2 separate regions of the Mus musculus genome follow, and region 1 is linked to region 2. The links are chromatin contacts, called in public HiChIP or PLAC-seq maps. All regions are on one chromosome and are shown on one strand. Each heading gives the region's core, a stretch centred on a gene start, on an enhancer-like site or on the middle of the called end of the contact. The rest is flanking DNA. Distances are from core to core; before and after follow the strand shown.

The links. HiChIP or PLAC-seq counts read pairs in DNA pulled down with a chosen protein or histone mark.
Region 1: an H3K4me3 HiChIP or PLAC-seq map of bone marrow-derived macrophages shows a contact between it and region 2, with 5 times the contacts expected there. The contact joins two enhancer-like sites. A contact is called at or near these places in 2 of 115 datasets of contacts at active chromatin or transcription factors (bone marrow-derived macrophages and extraembryonic endoderm stem cells).

What each region holds. Positions count from the first base shown.
Region 1 is chr16:92,785,753-92,788,701 of GRCm38.p6, forward strand. All of the region lies in intron 2 of Runx1 (runt related transcription factor 1), which reads right to left. Among named protein-coding and RNA genes, the nearest start is that of Gm30281, 25 kb to the left of the region's middle. Within about 2 kb of position 1,474, at least 86 of the 459 cell types and tissues checked have an H3K27ac peak or open chromatin away from gene starts, as enhancers often do. A contact at or near this core is called in bone marrow-derived macrophages, where this site is marked.
Region 2 is chr16:93,427,914-93,430,958 of GRCm38.p6, forward strand. All of the region lies in intron 1 of 1700029J03Rik (RIKEN cDNA 1700029J03 gene), which reads right to left. Among named protein-coding and RNA genes, the nearest start is that of 1700029J03Rik, 29 kb to the right of the region's middle. Within about 2 kb of position 1,733, at least 6 of the 459 cell types and tissues checked have an H3K27ac peak or open chromatin away from gene starts, as enhancers often do. A contact at or near this core is called in bone marrow-derived macrophages, where this site is marked.

The DNA of each region.
Region 1 (2,949 bases), core at 224-2,723, 640 kb before region 2:
TTCCCTAATTTCCTTCCTCTTCAAAGAATTTACGGACACCAGAAAGTTTGAGAAAGGATGAAGAGAAGCCAATTTGACTCAAGTGGGGACCACAGAGATCAACCTTATTTCCCTAAGAAAGCCCTTGTGGGCCTCCTCAGAAAGCCGCCATGTCTAGAGAGCATGACAGGACAGTCGGAGATAAGAGGAGCTGTCCCTGTGGATCTTGGCTCCCTCCCACCTTTCCCCTGCCACACTCATCTTCCTCCTTTTGGGAGATCTTTTTTAGGCTTTGAGCACCAGATGCCTCAAATTTGGAGAGTGAGGGAGAGCCAGAGAGCCTCATCCACTTAGTCAGCTCTGGTTGTCTTCTGTCCTAAACAAACCACAAACTGCCTCACCCCAACACATACACGGTAAGCACAGCCCCAGAGTGGATGTCCCTGTCCCACCCTGGCCTATCCACCATAAGCACTGCCCCTAAGTGGATGTCCCAGAATAGAACCCCTTGCCTCAAAGAGGCCAGCCTCCAAAGCTCTCTTTCACTAAGCAGAGGGGTGCATGGTAAGTGGGTAAGTTACAGGTCAGCATAGGGGTCCCAGAATTCAGGCCTGAGGGCGAACAGGGCACAGCTGGGCAGAGAGGGCCTTTATCTCCTGCCAGTTGGACCCAGAGATGGTTTTGGAGGCTGGAGTGCTCTGTGTGTTCCTGGCAGATGTTTCCCAAGCTACTCTGGTGGCTGTGGCTCCGGGCCTGGCCCAGAATAACACATTGTTAGCATATGTTAACAGTCTGCCTTTTCTCCAAAGATCACATAATGCTTTCCACTTAGTGTCTGTCTCGCAAGTGTTACTATCTGTTTTATGGTCAACAAAACCGAGATACAGTGAGGTTGGGGAGCACCCACATCTGAGTGGGAATGGGTTGGGGGGTTTGACCCTGGAGACCTGTGCTTCCTGAGTCTCAGCTGTTATTCACCAAGTGCCCTCCTCGACGGTTCCTTCCAGAATGCTCTCTCTGACTGACTGATCTCAAGATCTGGTAGGAGTTAAAAGGAACACATATGTTCTGATCTCCTCAATCTCTCTCTCTCTCTCTCTCTCTCTCTCTCTCTCTCTCTCTCTCACACACACACACACACACACACACACACACACACACACACACACACACACACTGCAGTGTTTAGCATGTGGTGACAGATGAAAGAGGAGGGACTCTGTTTCGGTACAGGGTTTTGTGACCACACATGGTTTCTTTCCTTCGCCCCAGAGGAAGCACATGAAATCAAGACTGAGCTCGAGGGTTGCCCACCTCCCTCCCCTCCCTCCTCTCCCTCCCCTCCCTTCCCTCCCTTCCCTCCCTTCCCTCCTGTTCTTCCTCCATCTGAAGCCCTACTCTTTCTGTCCCCTGAACTTTCTTAGTAACTGGTCACTGATACCATTCCACAGAAAGAGGAACCACCAGGCTGAAGTGAAGTGGAAATTTCCAGAAGACTTCAGTGGCTCTGAACAAGGACAGCGCCATGCTGCTGGGGCAGGAGAGGCTTGCAGGGAGGCTGCTGATTTAGGGTGTGCTGACTCCCTCGTAGGCAGAGGGCTCCATAACTGTCACTCAAACGAAAGCAAGAGATTTCCTGGGTGGAGACACCTAAGAGGAGCTAGAAATGTAGAAAGCCAAGTCCTTAGGAAAATAACTACAGAGCAAAAGTTGCCAGGACTGAAGATTACAAAGCACAGCCTGGAAATTAAAGACCTAAATGAATGGAAAGACAAAACCACTGAGAGACTGTGCTCCATGCCATTGAGAGACTGTCCTCCATGCCATTGAGAGACTGTGCTCCATGCCATTGAGAGACTGTGCTCCATGACTTTGAGAGACTGTGCTCCATGCCATTGAGAGACTGTGCTCCATGCCATTGAGAGACTGTGCTCCATGACTTTGAGAGACTGTGCTCCATGACATTGAGAGACTGTGCTCCATGCCATCGAGAGACTGTGCTCCATGACATTGAGAGACTGTGATCCATGCTTTTGAGAGACTGTGATCCATGCCATTGAGAGGACAATCAAGCAATCTACAGATTGAATGTAGTACTTACTGAAATCCCAATGGAATCTCTCTTTCTCTCTCTCACTCTCTCCATGAGTGTGTGTGTGTGTGTGTGTGTGTGTGTATGTATATGTGTGCACACATATATGTGCAGATGTGTGTGGAGGTAGGAGGTGGGGAAACATACCTCAGATAGTGTTTGATAGTGCTCTGTTGTGGTTGTTTTTCTTTTTCCTAGACAGGGTCTCTCACGGCCTGGACCTTACTGAGTAGGTGAGGCTGGCTCACTTGATGTATTTCTCACCATTGAGGATCGCCATCTTTGGTCACTGCCACATTACCAGGACAGAACACATAATAAGCACATAGACAATCCTCAAGATAACAACTTACTAAATGCACACGGAGGAGATAAATATATCTGCACCTTGCCCTTTTGCAATAAAGCAAGCGAATACGAGGGGAATTTTGTAGTGCCCTGGGGAGCACAGCCGTGCTGGACGGTGAATTGTCACCACACACGTGAAGAAGCAGTGCTGATTTCTTTTGCTTCCTCCATCTGAGAAGCAAGTTTGTTCCTCTGGGCTGTCTCCAGATCCTCACATCCAAGGCTTGGCTCTCTGGATCACAATCCATGTGAAATCACTTCCCCATCTGAGAAAGTCATCAGGGGATCTTAATCCATCTTAATCATCAATGGCAAAGGGGCCCTGAGAGTGGAGATGCAGTTATGACTGTGTGGGATGCCAGCACTTGGCTTCATCTGGGTGAGAGCGAGTCTCCATAGCAAGGAGCCGACAGCTGGCGGGAACATTGCAGAGCTGTCTGCAAGTGACTGAGCTGGGTAGGCCGGAATGGGAGCCTCCCGCAGGGAGACACTTAGGACTTGTAGACGCGACTACGTCCAAACAAATGTTC
Region 2 (3,045 bases), core at 483-2,982:
AGGATGGATATGGGTTATGTGTGCACGCTTGGCCGTCTTACATTAAAGGCTTGAGCTCTGTGCTTTCAGTATACACAGGGGACCCTGGAACCAGTCCACTGTGGATCTTGAGGGATGATTATATGACCCACCAGCCACAAATTAGATACCTCCCAAGAGACTTGAGAGCCATTGAGAGCAACGCGGAGATCAGCAAAGGCTTCTGTGAGGGTCAATCTTGATTGACAGGATCTAGAATCAGCATGGATACAAACTTCTGGGTAGGGCTGTTAGGCAGTTTCCAGATGAGCTAACTTTGGTGGGAAGACCCACCTCCAGAGAAGGTAACAGTATTCCGAGGGCTGGTGTCCAAGACTGAAAGGAGAGAGTGAGCCGAGCACAGGAACGCGTTGCTCCTGACTTCCCTTGTGGATGTAGTGTGACTAGACTCTCAGAGCTTCTGTAGCCTTGTGGTGGGGGATCGCCTGATGCTGCTTGTATCTAATGCTAATTTGGGGACCCCAAGACTGATTCCCCCAAAGACTAAAGAGGACGCACGTGAGACACTGAGTGACCCTGCCCCCAGTTGATTGGGATTGGCAAATAAAGCTGCCAACAGCCAATAGGTGGGCAGAAGAAAAATAGGTGAGGTAGAGGTTTCAAGGGCTTGGGAGGAGAAAGAAGAAGCTCTGAACCAACACACATCCCCGGACCCCAGCAGGAATACGAAGGAGAAACCAGCCACCGTGGAATAGAGGAATGTGGAGGAGAGGAGGGAGAAGAAGCTTCCATGAGCTAAGGGTCACAAGAAAGTGACCCAGACGGCTGCCCAGCTGAAGTTAAGAGCAACCCAGATGGAACATTGTAGATGATAATTGTGATAACTTGGGGTTGTTGATAGGAAAGTGGATTCTAACGGCACGGAGAGTAGCAGCTGCCCAGCTCCTGTGCTGCCTACGGCTATCTAAAAGTATAAAGTCTGTTTCATCGGGGAACATAGATAGTCTAAGGTGGGAGGAAGCCCTCGGGCTAGGATTTATAAGAATTTCTTTCGCTATACTTTGCCTTCCCTGCCACAATAGACTGCATCCCTCAAGCTGTGAACCAGCCTAAATTCTTCCTCAAGTTGCTTCTGGTCAGAATCTTGGTCACAGTGACAGGATCAAAGTACCAAATTCAGGTCCCCTTATTGGACAGATAATGTATCTGGTCCACATTGCTCCACACCTCTCCTGTACCTCCAAAACCACGCTTGTTGTAAGTATATCGTGTGCAGCTTCCTGGGCTGGCCGTTCTCGCTTGACAGAGGTAGCCATACTGCTCTTGTGACCTAGGACCTAATGAATGAGTTGACGTCGCTAATGATCTACATACACCAAGTAAGCCAGGACAAAAGAACATAAACACTACATGACATTTGGATAAAACTTTAATAATAATACGTATGGAAAAACAGGCTGCTCATGGACAGACCGGGGTAACAGGGTTTAAATCACAGCTTCCGGTTCAGGCTCGTTGGAGTCGTTCCATTCATATAAACCACACATCAAAATAAAGCGATTCTGACAGGGTAGGAGGGGTCTGCCTCTGTGTTTTACCCTTGTGATTAAGACAGGCTCACGGGGAATTGGGGGTTTTGTTAGAACAGTATTGATTCATATCCCTCCCAGTCAAAATAACCTGAACACTGACAGACCGAAAAAGGAACTGATTGTCTAAAAGACAAACCTGGAAGGCAGCCAGCTTTACAAGAGATTGTTCCTCCTACTTATGAAAAGCTACTAAATATGATTATTGTGAAACTTGTCTCAGCCAGCTGTAGTCATAAGCTGCTCCACTGAGGAGGATAGAGAGAAAGAGTCTTGGGCTAGACCTAACCAGTGCATCATGGGAAGGTGAAGGCTGAGAGTCCACCAGGAACTTTGGAACTTCTTCTGTGTTCTCCCTTCATCCTTTATCCCAATAGTTTAAAGCTCCGAACAGACCTTGTCATGTTTAGGTCACAAGCAATGCTCTCTTTTTCTCTGAGCCCTTCCCATCTCCATGGTAATTTCCTCTCAAACCCTTCTACTGCCTCATGATCCATGTCTACTTTTGCCCTAAATTGCGGAGGTCCACCTTAAAGCCTGTCTCCACAAAGGTATCCCCCTCAAGTGAAATCTTAGAGGAGGCATTTTAAGGCCCCTCTATCCTAACAGGGATGCTTAGCTCACATTACCTAATGCATAGGACTAAGCCCAGACAAAGTAATTAAGGAGATGGGTGGTTCTTACAGGATGGGCTGGAAGAGGGATGTGAGCATTAATAGTTCACCATCTCCATCTGTAGGTGTGGCATCTCTGTCATGGTAAGAAAGTTAAAGGCCACTTTTAGTTTTTTAATCAACAACTTGATAGAGTTCGATACAAATACAATCCCTTTCATGGGTAGTTTAAAGTGTATACACACACACACACACACACACACACACACACACACACACACACACACAATTTCATTCCTAAATCAACCCTGCCCCTCCCCATCAAAAGACATGAATTATTTGTCCACACCATCTCCTACTCTGAACTTAATACAAAAGCTTGGTCAGTGTTGAAATCTGGGTGGGGCCCGCCAAATCTGAAGCTCTGCTCTGTGGCGAGTGGAAATCAGATGTGTGGTAGGCTACATCAAATGGAAACAAGACACCATCTCCCTGCCAGGTGCTTCCAAAGTGTACTTCCACTCAGGACCGTATTGTGCGGCTCAGTCGTCACAAGGTCACAGAGCTGACTCTGAAACATCACCCCCAAGTGGCTCCTTCAACACTCGGGCTGTTTCCTAACACTTTGATCAAAGTAGAGTCTTTAATAAACAAGTCCCAAGAGCTTAGAGTATTCGAGCAGTTTCTTTGATACCTTGTTTTGTCATAAACACACTCACTTACGATTATTGAAAGCGTGTTGACAGTTAGGAGTGATACCCGTTGACTTAGAAACACAGATCCTTCCCATTGTCCATAAAAGTTGCTACTTAGATACTTTTTTTTTTTTTTTGCTCATGTAAGTGAATGATAGACCCCTGAGT